Regions from separate parts of the Sus scrofa genome. Here regions 2, 3 and 4 are each linked to region 1. A link is a contact called in public Hi-C, HiChIP or PLAC-seq and promoter capture Hi-C data. All regions are on one chromosome and are shown on one strand. The core of a region is the stretch at or near the end of the contact, and the rest is flanking DNA. Distances in the headings are between cores, read along the strand shown. Region 1 holds the start of PHB2 (prohibitin 2). Region 2 holds the start of MLF2 (myeloid leukemia factor 2). Region 3 holds the start of RBP5 (retinol binding protein 5, cellular). Region 4 holds the start of C1RL (complement C1r subcomponent-like protein).

Evidence for each region. Promoter capture Hi-C pulls out the DNA fragments that hold promoters and counts their contacts. Hi-C and Micro-C count contacts between places; a contact is called where the count stands out from the background. HiChIP or PLAC-seq counts read pairs in DNA pulled down with a chosen protein or histone mark.
Region 2: a contact with region 1 is called in a Hi-C map of liver, with 2.3 times the contacts expected there. The contact joins the promoter of MLF2 here to the promoter of PHB2 in region 1. A contact is called at or near these places in 1 of 47 Hi-C or Micro-C datasets (liver) and 1 of 2 datasets of contacts at active chromatin or transcription factors (alveolar macrophages).
Region 3: a contact with region 1 is called in a promoter capture Hi-C map of fetal skeletal muscle, with 5 times the contacts expected there. The contact joins the promoter of RBP5 here to the promoter of PHB2 in region 1. A contact is called at or near these places in 1 of 5 promoter capture datasets (fetal skeletal muscle) and 1 of 2 datasets of contacts at active chromatin or transcription factors (alveolar macrophages).
Region 4: a contact with region 1 is called in an H3K27ac HiChIP or PLAC-seq map of alveolar macrophages. The contact joins the promoter of C1RL here to the promoter of PHB2 in region 1. A contact is called at or near these places in 8 of 47 Hi-C or Micro-C datasets (alveolar macrophages, blood, embryonic fibroblasts and 4 more) and 2 of 2 datasets of contacts at active chromatin or transcription factors (alveolar macrophages and skeletal muscle).

The regions. Positions count from the first base shown.
Region 1 is chr5:63,749,116-63,753,343 of Sscrofa11.1, forward strand. PHB2 (prohibitin 2) reads left to right here and starts at 2,451. Exons shown (of 10, transcript NM_001243556.1): 1 at 2,451-2,780; 2 at 2,947-3,031; 3 at 3,341-3,420. The coding sequence starts at 2,654. EMG1 (EMG1, N1-specific pseudouridine methyltransferase) reads right to left here and starts at 2,354. Exons shown (of 6, transcript NM_001243478.1): 1 at 2,092-2,354. The coding sequence starts at 2,259.
Region 2 is chr5:63,949,521-63,953,748 of Sscrofa11.1, forward strand. It overlaps MLF2 (myeloid leukemia factor 2), which reads left to right and starts at 2,140. Exons shown (of 9, transcript XM_003481695.4): 1 at 2,140-2,355; 2 at 2,935-3,012; 3 at 3,236-3,362; 4 at 3,574-3,609. The coding sequence starts at 2,963.
Region 3 is chr5:63,599,315-63,603,542 of Sscrofa11.1, forward strand. RBP5 (retinol binding protein 5, cellular) reads left to right here and starts at 1,868. Exons shown (of 4, transcript NM_001145223.1): 1 at 1,868-2,022; 2 at 2,313-2,491. The coding sequence starts at 1,950. All of the region lies in intron 1 of CLSTN3 (calsyntenin-3), which reads right to left.
Region 4 is chr5:63,620,901-63,625,128 of Sscrofa11.1, forward strand. It overlaps C1RL (complement C1r subcomponent-like protein), which reads left to right and starts at 2,498. Exons shown (of 7, transcript XM_021092409.1): 1 at 2,498-2,911.

The sequences.
Region 1 (4,228 bases), core at 1,201-3,700:
AAATGAACCACATAAGTGAACTCAGAACTAATAGGCTGGAAAAACAGCATTAAGTGAAGGATGACTACATGAACCTATAATTTGGTTAGAAATATCAATTATAGAAGATGAAAGAAAGACCTGATTAAATGGTTGGGGATTTTTTTGTTGTTGTTGTTTTCTAAAGAAGAGTTCCCATTGTGGCTCAGTGGGTTAAGAACCCAACAGTGTCCCTGAGAATGCAGGTTCAATCCCTAGCCCAACTCAGTGGGTTAGAGATCTGGCATTGCCATGAGCTGTGGTATAGGTCGCAGACAGGGCTCAGATCCCACATTGCTGTGGCTGTGGCATGGGCCAGTGGCTACAGCTCCGATTCAGCCCCTAGCTTGGGAACCTCCAGATGCCATAAATAAAGTAAAATTCAAAAAGATTTTCTAGGAGTTCCTACTGTGGCTCAGTGGGTTAAGAAACTGACTAGTGTCCATGGGAATGTCAGTTTGATCCCTGGCCTCGCTCAGTGGGGCTCAGAGCGTTGAGGATCTGAGTTGCAGCAAGCTGTGGCACAGGTCACAGATGGAGCTCAGATCTGGTGTTGTTTGGTGTAGGCCAACAGCTGCAGCTCTGATTTGACTTCTAGCCTGGGAACTTCCATATGCCACAGATGGGACCCTTAAAAGGAAAAATACATTCTAAAAAGGTTTTCTAGGAGGTCTCATTGTGTGCTCAGCAGGTTAAGGACCTGTCTTAGTCTCTATGAGGATGCAGGTTTGATCCCTGGCCTTGCTCAGTGGGTTAAGGATCCAGTGTCGCCCTGGCTGTGGAATAGGCTTCAGATGCAGCTCTGATTCGAGCCCTGCCTAGCCTCAAAACGTCCATACACCACAATTGGTGAAAAAAAAAAAAAATAGGTTTTCTAAACTGCAAGTTTAATAAAGTGCCATAGTGGTTGAGGAAGGAAAGATGGAAAAGAATCAAACCTAGATTACTATGGAAATGTACTACTTAAAAAGCACTTTCACTGGAGTTCCCGTTGTGGCTCAATGGTTAACAAACCCAACTAGGAACCATGAGGTTACAGGTTTGATCCCTGGCCTTGCTCATGGGGTTACAGATCCCATGTTGCAGTGGCTGTGGTGTAGGCTGGTGGCTACAGCTCCAATTGGACCCCTAGCCTGGGAACCTCCATATGCCACAGGAGCGGCCCTATAAAAAGACCAAAAAAAAAAAAAGCATTTTCTCTGCACTCCCGCTCAAAGTATTAATAACCCCTGCTTTAGAAAGTGAAGACATTTTTTTCTCAAGACTACAGCCTTAACATAAGTATAAAAACCAAGGTTAAAATCCAGGTCTAACTTCTAAACTAGTACTATCCATTCTGGCCCTACTCATTGAACAAGCTTAGCTCTAAAACGTAGGAGAAACAATGTCAGAAGGGATGAGAACACTGCACAAAACTTTAAGAAGGGAATTGCAGGATTTATTTGGTAAAAAGCAATCATAATAATTAAAAATAAAGATGTAAAAATATTGGAGTTGCCGCTGTGGCTAAATGGGTTAAGAATCCCACTACCAGTGGCTGCAGCGCTGGTTCAGTCCTGGCCCAGGAAACTTCCATATGCCATGGGTGCAGCCATTAAAAAATTTTTTTAATAAAAAAATAAAAAGATGTAAAAGTATTATGATGATCTGATCCAGGCACTGTTTCGAAATGTACAGTAATACAGAGAAGGGAGAGAGATGAATTAAAACACTAAGTAAAGAAGTGGGCTGAATGATCCACAGTAACTACTTTTCTCCTGTGCCCAATAAACTTGTCATGTGATGAAAAGGGACAACGTGACGGACGAAACGCACCCATCCACCCTAGATGACTTTCTTTCACAGAATCCTGGTTAATCAATTGGAAACAAGGATGTTATGGCTACAAAAGGATTCAAAGACAAAACGACTACTGCCAACTCAGGATATTAAACCGAGAGACAGAAAACTAGACCACTTTCTCCAAAAGTGTTTCACCTCTGCTTTCTACATCCACTTTGAAACCATCACCCTCATCCCACCGGGTCCCAGCCTATCGATCTACTGGCTCTCCACCTCCTTGTCCCAAGTTACCTTGACTGTCTCCAGGCTGGCCCCTTCCAGCACCACAATGAGTCTGCGGCCTCCGGTCTTGCTTCCCGCCCCGAGTCGGGGCCGCTTGGGCGCCACAGCATCCCAGTCTTCTTCCTGCTCCCCGGCGCGCCGCTCACGAGGTTGGAATCCACCACTGGGCGCAGCCATCTTGCAACCAAATCGGAAATTGCGCTGATTTTCTCAAATTAGGACCTCGTGCTCCACCCAATCGCATGCTTCCTTCCGTCGGCCATTTTGAAAGTGGGCGCTGGGAAATGGCGACGGCTCTCTGTCTGGCGCTCCCGAAGCCTCTCTGGGAGGGCAGGGTTCCAGAAAGGGGCAGGAACTTCCGTATGCGTAATTCCTGTGCGCCAAGCTCGGGTCTGCCGTGGGTGGGCGGGGGGGTAGGGTTTAGAAGGGAGCGCACTTCCGGTGCCCTTTCTCCAGCAAGCACCTGGGGCTCGGACCTTCGTGTGAAGGGTGCGATCCGTAAACTGGAGCGCGGTAAAGGCAGGCCGGCACCCGCTTCTGACCTCTGGTGCCGCCGGCCTCAAGATCGGACATGGCCCAGAACTTGAAGGACTTAGCGGGACGGCTGCCCTCCGGGCCCCGGGGCATGGGCACGGCGCTGAAGCTGCTGCTGGGGGCCGGCGCCGTGGCCTACGGCATCCGCGAGTCGGTGTTCACCGGTGAGCAACCTCCGCCCGCTTTCCGGACACCGGCCGACCCTCCCTAGGCCCCTGCCCAGCCCCGCCGGGTCCACGCGCTCACCCAGCCCCTCACCCCGCCCCTGCCAGAAGCTCGCACGTACTCTGAGCCCTGCCTGGTCTGACCCCCCCACCCCTCTCCCCGCAGTGGAAGGCGGGCACAGAGCCATTTTCTTTAATCGGATCGGAGGCGTGCAGCAGGACACCATTCTGGCCGAGGGCCTTCACTTCAGGTAATGGCGGGCAAAGCGGACTGCCCCTGACCCTTCACCCTTGAATCCCGACTCACCAGTAGCTATAGTAAGATTTTCAAAAGCATTCAACAGCCACCCTTTCTCCTCCTCACGCCCATCTCCCGGAACAGTGGGTGCTGCCCAAAACTCCAGCAGCACATACTGTTGTTCTCCAAAGGGAGAAGAGAATGTCTCCGTGACCGTGGTCATTTAAGAGAAGCAGACCAAGAAACAGGTGGTGGTGGAGAACAGAGCAAAACGAGGGAAACTGCTGTCTCCTAATCCCTATCCTTGTTCCCTCTCCTCCAGGATCCCCTGGTTCCAGTACCCTATCATCTATGATATTCGAGCCAGACCCCGAAAAATTTCCTCCCCCACAGGCTCCAAAGGTAGGTCTGGGCACTGGGGCGTTTCGGGCAGTAAACAAAGGAGCCTGGCCAGAGAGTAGGGAAAAGGGTAGTGTCAGATCTCTTAGTTTCCCCTTCTGCAAACAGACTATAATAAAAGCATCTGCTGCTTGGCTTAAAGCAGTACATTCTGGACACACTGTGTGTTTGCACATTTTTAACTGTCCCTCCCCCAATGCAAACTCAGTGAGAGTGTTGTTTGTTCTTGGTCTTATTCACTGCCTAGATGGAGGTCTTGTTTTAAATCCCTTTTTCTTTTAACTGCTTCATTTATTCTCTATATCTGCTGGTACAGCCTGTCCTGACCTTACTCTTCGCTGGTGCACCTGTTTCCCCCAGACCCTTTGTCACACACACTCCCAGAGGCATGTACACAGTGAAGCAAGTAGCTCACCTGTACTGTACTTTTTTTGTACTATTTTTATTTATTTATTTATTTATTTATTTATTGTCTTTTTAGGGCTGCACCGGTGGCATATGGAGGTTCCCAGGCTAGCAGTCCAGTCAGAGCTGTAGGTACCAGCCTACGCCAGAGCCACAGCAATGCAGGATCTGAGCCGCATCTGCAGCCTACACCACAGCTCACGGCAACGCCAGATCCTTAACCCACTGAGCGAGGCCAGGGATCAAACCTGCGTCCTCATGGATGCTAGTTGGGTTTGTTAACCACTGGGCCCTGAGGGGAACTCCACTCCTTTTGTACTATTTTTAGTGCAGGTTGTTTAACATTCCCAAAACTCTAAGCCTTAAGAGTATGATTCAGAGAACACAGGTTTTGTTCTCAAGTCTT
Region 2 (4,228 bases), core at 890-3,389, 200 kb after region 1:
AGGGAGGAAAGAAGAGAAGGAAGGGATGGAAGGCAGGCGAGGAGGAAAAGGAAGACAGATACAAACTCTGAGGGGCAGAAAGTTTACTTGTAAAATTTCATTCCTTCAGTTCCTGGAGTGGGTGGCTGCCGACATAGTATGTTGCTGGAGACTCTGAAAATGAGCTTTTGTGTGTCCTCCATCTCCACCTGTCCAAGGATTTCTCTTTAACTCGAGACAGAGCCCAGGTTTGGAGCTTTGTCTCATCATTAGAAGATAAATTGTAATTTGGAAATACTCCTAAGAGAGGTCCTTGCTTTAAAATCATGCAAAGGTGGAGTTCCTGCTGTGGTGCAATGGGAACCAGGGCGTCTTGGGAGCTCTGGGATGCAGGTTCCATCCCCAGCCCGGCACAGTGGTTTAAGCAGCTGCGGCTTAGGTCACATCTGTGGCTGGGATCTGATCCCTGGCCTGGGAACTCCGTATGCCCCAGGGCAGCCAAAAAATAAATAAATAAAATCATGAAAAGATAAAAATGACTGATATCAGATTCTTAAGTTTGGGAAAGAAGAAGAGAAAGAGCTCTAGGCACCCAAAGGCAGTAGGTAGAGGATACCGGATAATGGAAAAAGATGAAAGGAGAAGGCTAGAAGCTGAGCTGCCTCTTATCCAATTCCGCTGAAGGCTGGACATGATGAAATGAAATGGAAGAGGCTGGAAGGTGAGGACCACACTTAGTTAAGTCTGGGCTGCAGTACTGTCACTGGGACAACTTTTGATCACATGTCAAACTGCTCTAGTTTGGGGGCAAGAGGAAGAGGGGCACTCGTGTGGCAGAATGTCCAGAGATAGGGCATCTGGAAGATAAAAGATTCTGCTAAGTCTCTTCCCCAGAAATATCAATGGAAAACACATTTTCTTTTATTCTGTCTTTCTCTTTGGCTTTGCCAGCTTCTAGGTTCTCTGTCTCCGTTCCCCCTATGTCTCCGTTACTGCTTTTTTTCCCTCTTTAATAACGATCAAGTCCAAAGAAACCTGAGAAACCCCACTCCCACTATCTCTTCCTGAGTGACCAGGGACCTTCCCCCTCTTCCCCAAGGAAGCGTTGGGGTTGGGAACAAGTCTCTCTCACTGTCAGGCCCTGTGAAGCACGAACAGAGCCAGCAGTCAGTGTAAAGAACCAAAAGATCTGGAATTTGGATGAGCCTGGTCTAAAGTCCACCCTGGACAGTCCAAATCCTGACACCCAGGGGGAGGGCCCTTCTCTCCAGCTGGGCCAGATTTTATGCAAGGCATTTAGTGTGTCAAAGTGTCAGTCTTTGGCCTTAGAGTCGGTCTCCTGACCTGTTTTCCAACCCCGCCCCTGGGTGATCTGGGTTAATGGAGCTCTCCACCTCCTCTCCAAAACATTAGACCCTTGACCTACCTACCTTCCTGACTAGAGGCAAGAAAGATCAGTGTGGACTGGGAGCTCTTGAGGACACAGGAGTCAGAGAAAAGGAAGGGGAGAGTAGCATTAAACGAAAAGATGTCAGAACTAGGACCTCTCCCCAGTCTGACCCCTCACAGCAGGGTAACTGAGGTGGGGTCCGGGAGTCTCTCAAATGCTAGTTCCCAATGGGCTGCAGTTCCAGTCTGGCCGAAGAGCGCCATCTGGCGGCCAGCCCCTCAAACTGGAATCTCTTTGCCCTAACTGAGTTCTCGAAGCCAGAAGACAACCTGGGCGGAACCGTCACCTCCTCTCCTACGTCACTCCGGGGACCCCGCCCCTGCCTGGATCGCACCTCCTCCTGCGGGCGACTGGCCCTAGCGCCTCCCCCGCAGAATTGCCGCCCTTCCGCCCTCTCGGGTTGATCGCTTCCCCGGTAGAAATCTGCTTAATGCTCCCCCGGGGATCCGCCCCACCTCGTCGGGGAGCCCATCCTATCCCCTGGGAATCTGCCCCCGTCCTCTTCCTCCCCTCCCGGGGGATGGACTGCCCTGCTCCTCTTCCACATACTAACAGGGAGCCTCCTCCGGTCCACAGGACCCAAATCCAGGTTACTAACGAGGTCTCCCCTCCCCTCGTCCCAGAAGGACTCCGCGGCCAGGGAGCCGGCCTCGTCGGCGCCCACGCCCGCTGATGGGCGGAGCTCCGCGGGCTCGGCCCCGGGATGGGCTGTCCCATCGTGACGTCACTTCCGTCCGGGCCTGGCCGCGGTTCGGGATCCTTGGGCCGAGGGGGGGCAAGGAGGTGGCAGCTGAGCGAGGAGGCGGCGCGGAGGCCGAGGACTCACGCCTGGACCAATCCCGCGTCCCGGGCCGCAAGCCCCGATCCTGCCGCGCCCCGAGAGGCAAGACCGGCCGGATGGGCCGCTGAGCCCGGATCGGGGACCGGTGAGGCGCGAGCGGAGCGGGCAGCCGGTCCGGGGCGGGAACGGCCCGCTGAGCTGCAGAGGGTCCGGGAGCTTGGGATGCGGGGAGGGAAGCGGGTCAGGCCCGCCTCTCCTACTCGCCCGGCGGGGAGGCAGGGGCCGGGGAAGCCGCCGACAGGCGTGGCGAGGACGGTGAGGCCCGTCCGGGGGAGGCCTGGCGGCGGCCGGGTGTGAGGAGGGGGCGGGGTGGTTGGGGTCATTATTGGGCCGGCACTTGGGATTCGCCTCCGGCACGGTGGCGTCGGGGAGGGGGAGTATGCTTCTGGCCAGGGCTTTGGGAAGAGGATGACTATGAGTGGGGGAGGCAGAAAACAGGCTTGGAAAATTTTTCCATGGTCCTTTTTCAGAGAGAGGTTCGAAAAGCTCTTCTCTCCCTAGAGGGTGATGTTGAACACCTGGAGAAGGGTCTCAAGTGGAGTTGGGGGCGGGGGGAGGTCAGTTACAGTATTTGGAAGGGACAGTGCTCTGCGAGTCCCTGCCCTGAGCGGATGTGCAAAAAAGCCTGGCCGCCTCCAAAATCTGAGCCTCCACATCTTCACAGTGTGGAGCCCCCTGGAGCTAAAATCAGGATGTTCCGCTTCATGAGGGACGTGGAGCCTGAGGACCCCATGTTCTTGATGTGAGTATCCCCGCCCCCTCACGCGCTAGAGCACGCATCCGCTCCACATCAGGTCTCCGAGTAGTTCAGATGGACTCAGGGCCTCCCGTTGCTGCTCAGCCCCAGCTCAGACTTTGAGGGGAAGTCTGTGCTCCTGGTTCCCTAAGGCTGTTTTCTTGGCGGGGGCGGGGAGGCGTTGACTGCTGGCCTTTCTAAGCCCACACGGTATACACCCCATGCACAGGGACCCCTTTGCCATTCACCGTCAGCACATGAACCGGATGTTGTCGGGTGGCTTTGGATACAGCCCCTTCCTCAGCATCACAGATGGCAGCATGCCAGGGACCAGGCCTGCCAGCCGCAGGATGCAGGTAAATGGTGGTGCAACAGACCTGAGACCAGAAGAAAGGTTGGAGGGTGGTTGTATCAAAGTGCTTGATTTTTCTTGCACAATGGCCGGCTTAGCAAGTGGGCAGAGGGGTCTGGAAAACAGGTTTTGTGATCCCCTGTTGAGGGCTTGGTTTGGGACAGTAATGAGCTAGGAAGTGGTCTCTCATTCTTGTTCCTTATGTGTTCCTGTAGCCTGGGGCCGTCTCTCCCTTTGGGATGCTGGGAATGGTGAGTCCTCCTCCTCTCTTAATATCCTTCTCGTACATGCTCTATACCCTTAGGTATTATTTCCAAATGTGCCTCTGGAATAGCCTTGTGGGTAGTAACCCTAGAATCCTCCCATAGTGTTCACAAGCCCTGGGCCCGCTGTGTGCTATGAGTCCTGTGAGTTCAAGATGCCAACTCACTGGCTCCTGTCCTCAACGCTGTGCCCATTAGGAAGATGTAATTGCCTGGCAAAGTGTGTTCTTTTGAGGAGTTCCCTGGTGGCTCAGTGGGTTAAGGATCCGGCAGTGTCACTGCCATGGCCAGGGTTCGATCCCTGGCCTGGGAACTTCTGCATGTTGTGGGTGAGGCCAAAAAAAAAAAAAGTTTGTGTTCTTTTGAGAAGAGAGGTGTTGTAGAAGGGCCAACTGGATGGGGTTCCGATTGTGGTACAGTGGAAATGAATCTGACTAGGAACAATAAGGTTGTGGGTTCGATCCCTGGCCTCGCTCAGTGGGTTAAGGATCTGTTGTTGTGAGCTGTGGTGTAGGTCACAGATGTGGCTCGGATCCTGTGTTGCTGTGGCTCTGGCCTAGGCCAGCAGCTGTAGTTCGGATTGGACCCCTAGCCTGGGAACCTCCAT
Region 3 (4,228 bases), core at 618-3,117, 150 kb before region 1:
CAGGGACTGCCCGAGGAGGGAAGGCAAGAGCGCCAGCAGTGGGGCCGAGATCGAGAGGAGCCTGACGCCCGCTCTAGTCCATAGAGCAGACCCGGGCAGACCCCAACCTTGGTGGCTGAGGTGGGGGACTTGCAGTGGCTTCTCCTTCGCTCTGGAGCCCCGCGTCCTCACTCTCTCTCTCATTCCCACCCCATCCCCGCTACTGCAGGATGACGTCAGCACCGCCGGGCCGGGACTGATGGAGCCGCCGACCAATGGGGCGACTGGGGGGGCCAGGTGCTGCAGGGGGGGAGGGAACCAATGGGACTGGGGAGCAGGGGCGGGAGGATGTGTTAGGGCTTTTTCCCCTGACTGCATTTTGGGGGAGCCAGGGAACTGCGGGGGCTGGGGAGGAAGAGGGGGTGGGGAAAAAAAGAGGGACATGGGGAGCCTCGAGAAGCCAGAAGCCCCGGGGGTGGGGAGAGGAGACGTCAACGGGGACCCGAGGGAGGCGAGGAGGGACAGTATCCACGTCACCCCACAGCCACCACCCCCAACTCTGCACTAACCTCTTTTCACAGCCCATTCCATCCCTGCTATGTGTGCCTCCTGGGAACAGTGAAGTAAACCCCACAGCCTTGAGCCCCCAGAGATGCTAGCATTTCAGCTGCCAACCCCAGGTCTCTGGGGAAGCCACCGGGTGGTCAGCAAGGTCAGAGACAGGGGGACAGAGGTCTGGGACTTGAGGAGATGTGAGATGTTTGTGCTCATCCCCCACCCACCCCCAACACACACACACACACACACAAACACACACACCTGTCAGGGCAGTTCACCTCTAGGTGGAATTTTTCCCATGGCCTACTCTCTGCCTCCCTCTCCCTGAATTTCCCACCTTAAACCATGAAGAACCAGCCCTGTGGGTTCTGAAGCTGAGGACGTCGGTAGGTTTGAGAGGCAGAGAAGAGGTGTGCGTGGCGGGGAAGGGAGTTGGTGGTGGGGCACACACCCTCCATGGCAATTACCTCTGGTACATGGGCGGTCCAGGAGCCCCAGACAGGGGCAGGTCATGGCATCAGCAGTGACTCCAGAGGGGGAGGGAAACCCCTGGGTTTGTAAAATTCTCCAGAACAGCCAAACCAACTCCTCCCTCACCTCTGCTCCAGACTTTGAACTCAGCAGCTCATCAGGCTGCGGTCAGCTCCCTCTGCAGTTTCTCTGCTTCCCTCCCAATGAAGTATGTAGGACATTCTCTCTACAGGACAGAGTCTGGAATGCCAGCACTGGGGCCCCAGCTCAGCGAAGCCGGCAGAAGGTGCTGTGGGGGCCAGCACTCTAGAATTTTCTCCACTGGGGCTCCCGGCCAGCTGGCTTGCCTCTCTCCTTCCCCTCCCCTCCTCCCCCTCACACCTTTCAGGATCCCTGACTCAGCCCCAGGATCTCAAGACGTTGTTAGGACTCAACCCTGAGTGAGTCTGGAAGAGTCCCTACTCCACACAACCAGACCAGCTTCCTCCCAGATGAGGCTGCCCCTCGGGGTTCGAGAAGGTTCCCAAGCCTGCCAGAAATGGGCTGGAAGCCAACACGGAGCTTCAGAAAGGCTCCTGTCCTGCCTGCCGCATAGCCTCAGACCCTCGTCCAGGTTCCTTCCTCCGGAAAAGCCGAGGTCAGGCACAGCCTTGCCAAGTCCCTGCCCCTCCCTCGGGGCTGCAGACGTGAGCCTCACTCACTCATCGTCGGGGGTGGAGGAGGGGGAGCTGGTGGAGGAGGGGGAGCTGGTGGAGCTCTTATTGCAACAGGGCCCCAGGTCTATAAAAACCCCGGGAGCACAGACCTTTACATGGGCTGCCTCTGTGTGTGCTGGGAGGCTGGCCTGGCGTCCCCCAGCCTCCCCTGTCAGACAACACTCCCTCCCTCCTCACTCTGGCTCCTACACCCTCCTGAAGCCTTGACCTTGGCCAGCCTGGACGATGCCTCCCAACCTCACCGGCTACTACCGCTTTGTCTCACAGAAGAACCTGGAGGACTACCTGCAAGCCCTGAGTAATGGCCTCACCCTTCCCCAAACCCTTTCTCTCCCCTTCTCTCCTCTCCCCTCCAGCCTCCCGTCCCACTGAGGTGCAGGGGAGGCAGGTTGGACAGCGTGGAAAGGCTCAGGTGCTGGAGCTGAACTTGGGGCCCTTTTCTAGACAGGGGCGTTGCTTGGAGGGAGTAAATGCACAGCCCCAGACCCAGCTGAGGGGCCGCTCCCAGCCCCAGGCTGCTGCCGTGGGTTGGGGGGCACCCCTGGCCGGCTGGCCAAGAGGACCCTTGCTAAGAGACAGCCCCCACAGACATCAACTTGGCTCTGCGCAAGATCGCGCTGCTGCTCAAGCCGGACAAGGAGATCGACCATCGGGGCAACCACATGACCGTGAAGACCCTGAGCACCTTCCGAAACTACGTGCTGGAATTCGAGGTGGGGGTGGAGTTTGAGGAGGACCTAGGCATCGTGGATGGACGAAAGTGCCAGGTAACTTGCTCAGGCTTGTGGGGAGGAGCAGGGGGGTCTCTTAACCGTCTGGGGCTGAACAAAGTAGCCTCTCCCAGCAGCGGGGGGTGGGGGGGTGAGTGGGTGATGACACAGCAGGCTGTGGGATCCCTAGGCTAACAGGCTCCTGCTGTTACTCACCCAGGCCCACTCCCTCCCTCCTCCTCTCTCCTGCCCCCTCTTAGCACCAGCCAAAAGGACAAAAAGGGCAGGCCACCCTCAGGCCAAGAGCAAACATGTGCTCACCCTCTCACCTGTGACCCTGTGGACCCACAGCATCTTTGCCCCCAGCTTCTATCCCTCCACTCCCATGCAGCTCTTTCTGCTTCTTACATGTTCCTTCGCAGACCCTAATTCCCCTCTTCATGCTGTAAACTGGAGTTTCCCCCAGTATTTTGTTCTTGACTTTCTCTTGCCTGTGTAGCATCCATGGGCTAAATCATCTACACCCATGTAGATGTGTTCGGTTACCATCTATAATCTCCCCCGGGCATGGATTCTCCAGCCAGAGGTACCACCTGTGCCCCAGGGTCAAGTTTCAACTGCCTGCAAAATGTTTCCATCTGCATGTCCCAAGGTCAAACCCAAAGGGGTTATCTTCCTACATGAATCTATTCCTGCTTTTATAGTTACTGTTTCCGTCAATCACAATGACCAGCAGGACCAAAGCATAGAAGTCACAGTCATTATCTTGTATTCTCTTACCTCTGTGCTCCCCACACACACATGCTCACACAAGCATGCACATGTGCATCCTTATAACCTTTATATGTGCAACCTTCATAACGTTTCTGTGCTATCCAATATGGTAGCTCCTAGCCATACATAGATATTGAACTTTTGAAATGTACCTGGTCCAGCTTGAGATGTGCTGTCACTATAAAACACATACTGGGATTTTAAAGACAATCCCCCAAAACGTATAAGACGTTGCAGGAATTTTTGTATCGATTACATGCAGAAATAACAATTTGGGGGATGTTTTAGTTTGAATAAAAGATATTATTAAAATTAATTTCACCTGTCTCTTTACTTTTCTAACATCAATTGGAAATTTTTAAAATTATATGTGTGGCTTGCATCTAGGACCCATTCTATTTCTCTTGAGCATCACACGTGTATGTGGCTTTTATTGGTTTCTTCCTGGTCTTTCTCACTATCATCACCTCAACTCAGGTCCTCATTTTCCTCTGGTCCCCAAACTGGTCCCTAGTCTTGACCCTCCTCTAATTCACTCTGCCTACTGTCACCACAAGGCTCTAAAATGTAAAAGTGACCATATCATCCCCTGACTTAAACTCTTGCTGTGACAATCTCTGACATTCCAGGTAAGGTCCATATGCTCCACACAGCATCCAAGGGTCTCCCCATGAACGCACCAGGTTACAGCCCTTACAACTACCTGTCCTTCTGTCTTCTTCTTCTTCTGCTTCTTCTTCTTTTTTTTTTTTTTTTTTTTTTTTTTTTTTTTTTTTTTTTTTTTTTTTGGTCTTTTTGCCTTTTCTAAGGCCAGTCCCGTGGCATATGGAGATTCCCAGGCTAGGGGTCTAAGCAGAGCTGTAACTACGGGCCTATGCCAGAGCCACAGCAACGCAGGATCCGAGCCGAATCTGCAACCTACACCACAGCTCACAGCAACGCCAGATCCTTAACCGACTGAGCAAGGCCAGGGATCGAACCCACAACCTCATGGTTCCTAGTCGGATACGTTAACCACTG
Region 4 (4,228 bases), core at 1,248-3,747, 130 kb before region 1:
GTCACTATGCAGAACCGTATGAAGCTTTCTTTAAAAGCTAAATATAGAACTACCACTGATCCAGCAATCCCACTCCGGGGCATTTATCTGGGGAAAACCATAATTCGAAAAGATACATGCATCCCATTGTTTCTTGTAGCACTATTTACAATAGCTAAGACATGGAAGCAATCTAAACATCCATCGACAGAGGAATGGATAAAGAATATACATATATATATATATATATACACACATATATACAATGGAATATTACTCAGCCATAAAACAATATGTACATATATATAATGGAGTATTATTCAGCCATAAAAAGAATAAAATAATGCCATCTGCATTATTATTACATATATTATTATATACATATGACATAGATACATACAAGTGTGTATATATACAATGGAATATTACTCAGCCACAAAAAAGAATGAAATAATGCCATTTGCAGCAACATGAATTGAATGGACCTAGAGATGATCATACTCAGTGAAGTAAGTCAGACAGAGAAAGACAAATATCATGTGATATCACTTACAGGTGGAATCTAATAAAAATGATACAAAAGACTTATTTATAAAGCAGAAACAAACTCACAGATTTCAAAACCAATGTAATGTTTACCACAGGTCAAACCATTGTGGGAGTGAGGAATTGGGAGGTGAGAATAATATATACATACTCCATATAAAATAAATGATTAACGAGAATCTACTGGATAGCACAGGAAAATCTACTCAATAGTTTATAATAACCTATATGGAAAAAGAATGGATAAATTTATATGTATGACTGATTCACTTTGCTGTATACCTGAAACCAATTAAACACTGTAAGCCAACTATATGCCAACAAAAAAAATTTTTTCAAGAAATAAATCAGTAAAAGAAAGAAGAAAAGAAAAGTGTGCTAGAGGGTTAAGAACCCAACATAATGTCCTGAGGATGCCAGTACGATCCCCAGCCTCGCTTGGCGGGTAAGGATCCAGCATTGCCACAAGCTTCAACACATGTCATAGATGGCAGCTTGGACCTGGTGTTGCTGTGGCTGTGGTGTAGCCGGGCAGTGACAGCTCTGATTCACCCCCTTGCCTGGGAACTTCCATATGTCGTAGGTGTGGCTATAAAAAGATAAGAAGTAAGAATGAAAAGTGTGTTAGCTGCCCCTCAAACTTGCCCCCTCCCCAAGGCTCCAGAGCCCAGTTCCTCAACCCCTCATTCTCCCTACTCCCCACTCCCAGCCCAGGAGCCCCTGTGCCATCTGTAATCCTCTGGGGAAACTCTTCTGCTTCTCCTGCCCAGGCTACCTACGCCCTGCCAGTGGGAGACGAGGCCCCAGTACAGGGAGGTGGTGCTGAAACTGGGAGAGGGAGCATGGCTGTCCCAGCCCCGAGTGGGGTTGCAATGACCAGCTTCATACAGGGCCTGCGAGTCGTGCAGTCTCTCTGCCCCGACCCCAACACTCACGGCAGGTGCACTATCCCGGTGGGACCATGACAGGCCCTTCCAGTCAAGGTGTTAGATTCACCTTGGGGACCCCATCCTGGCCCTGGACTGCTCCAGATTGCAGCTACAGGTGTGGTCACTGCCTCTTCACCCTCTTGGCTCCCTGCCCTCTCTCCTACCCAGCCTCCACTCAGCCCTGTAACCAACCCCTGTTCATTTAGAGTGACCAACTGTCCTGGTTCACCCAAACTTTCCCAGTTTTAAAACTGAAAGCCCAGAGTTCCCATCATGGCTCAGTGGAAACGAATCTGACTAGCATCCACGAGGACTCAGGTTCAATCCCTGGCCTTGCTCAGTGTGTTAAGGATCCGGCATTGCCATGAGAGTGGTGTAGGTCACAGAGGTGGCTCAGATCTGGCGTCGCTGTGGCTCTAGCGTAGGCCGGTGGCGCCAGCTCCAATTGGACCCCTAGACTGGGAACTTCCATATGCCAAGGGTTTGGCCCTAAAAAGACAAAAAAAAAAAAAAAGATAAAGAGTATTCTGGGGAGTTCCCGTCGTGGCGCAGTGGTTAACGAATCCGACTAGGAACCATGAGGCTGCGGGTTCGGTCCCTGCCCTTGCTCAGTGGGTTAAGGATCCGGCGTTGCCGTGAGCTGTGGTGTAGGTTGCAGATGCGGCTCGGATCCCGCGTTGCTGTGGCTCTGGCGTAGGCCGGTGGCTACAGCTCAGATTCGACCCCCTAGCCTGGGAACATCCATATGCCACGGGAGCGGCCCAAGAAATAGCTAAAAAGACAAAAAAAAAAAAAAAAAAAAAAAAAAAAAAAAAAAAAAGTATTCTGGAAGACTGGGTAAATTAGTTCACCAAAGCTAGCAAGACAGGGAGAAGGTACGCCCTGGTGGGGGAGTCCCTAACAATCTCATTAGACACCCATGGAGATGGCACAGTGATGGCACAGTGATTGCCTCTAGCAATTTCTTCAAATAAAGTAAATTAGGGTGGGTAAAAATAAATTAATTAGTCACCAGTACTGTTAGGGCTGATAGTGGTTGGATGGGTGTATGATGGAGAGGCTATAGTCACAGAGGCAAAGAACACAACACAGGACCCCTGAGCCTTATTATGATCCAGTGGCTGGTTCATCACGCCTCCTCCAGGGGCTGATCCCCCAAGCCGTGCCATAGCTCCTTTGGTTCACTGGCAGTTCCTGACTTTTACCAGCAGGTGGCAGTAGAACACTTCTGCCTCTGGGGCTCCATCTGCCGCCTCCTGCTGCTGCAATTTGCACCCAGTGGCCCAACCCGGCCTTGGAAGGGCCATCAGACTTCCCTCCCGGGGGCCAAGCCGCCCACAGTCAGCTTACCTGCTCTGACACCCAGGGAGAAGACAGGACCCCGGACCCTGCATCTCCAGATTTCCAACTCTAGGCAAGGTGGAGCCGCCCGGACCAGGAATTGCGGAGGGGTCCACGTAGGTGAATTCCACTCTCCTTCACAGAGTCTTTCTCCACCACCTCATTTCCATGAGTTCGGGTCCTGTCGCTTGGTCATGGCCATCGCTCTTGTCCCCAGAACACCAGGCCTGGAAAGGAAGGGCCGTGACAGAGACAACCACAGGCTGGGGGAAGACGGGGACCATAAGGAAATGGAAACAGAGGGGTTTCCTAGTGGGGCTGCGGGGTAAGGATCCAGCATTGTTGCTGCAGTGGCTCGGATTGCCGCCATGGCGTGGGTTCAATCCCTGACCTGGGAACAGGTGCAGCCAAAAAGAAAGAAAAGAGAAAGAAATGGAAATCGAGTCTTTGAAACAGAAAAGCTAAAAAAAAAAAAAAAAAAAAAAAATTGGCAGCTGGCATGACCCCCACAGCTCATCCTTCAAGTTAAGTCTGGGTGTCTGTGGGTGAGAGGGCTTCCAGGTCTCAGATGTACCAAGCCTCAGTTGGGGTAAAACCTATCTCCAGTATTTCAGCTACCCCTGAGCCAGACAGCAAATGGAGATTTGCTTTTTAAATCCATGCTGACAACCACTATACTTCCAGGAACTTTCTGTTCCTCCTGCTTGAGGAGACTTCCCCAGCCACAGTCCCGTTGCCTTGCTGGGGCCAAGCCTGTGCACTCGCCCTGCAGTGAAGGAAAGTGTCTCCCGACTGAAGATGAAAAACATAATATGTTTTGTATCCATTTAACTGTCTCATTTCTTTTGTACATGTTAAGCTTCTTAGACCAGCCTTTTTCTTCCCCCTCTAAATACTCGGTAATAAAAGGCCGGTGCTTGGTTTGAAAAAGCAAGCCCCACAAATGCTCTTGAAATAAATCTCCAGAAGATGACAGGGTAATCCTTCTTATCCTGGAGCTGCAGAAAATCAGCCATGATTCTGCTTCACAGAGTCAATTCTGATAAAGGGGTGACTCAAGAACATTCAATCTCATGGGTGTGAAAATAGATAATCCTGTTCTATGTTATACTTCTATCATCTTTGGAAGTGTAACTTGCACAAAGGAATCTTAAGACCGTCAGACCTCAGAGATGATTGCTATTTGATCAGCGCAATGTCATCCATCAACCGTAAAAGGCTGCAACTCTGGTTGGCCATTGATAAATTTATTACTTTGAAAACTATATATGTGTATATATATATATATATATATATATATATATTACCTTTTTGCCATTTTCTTGGCATATGGAGGTTTCCAGGCTAGGGGTCCAATCGGAGCTGTGGCCGCTGGCCTACACCACAGCCACAGCAACGCCAGATCCGAGCCATGTCTGCGACCTACACCACAG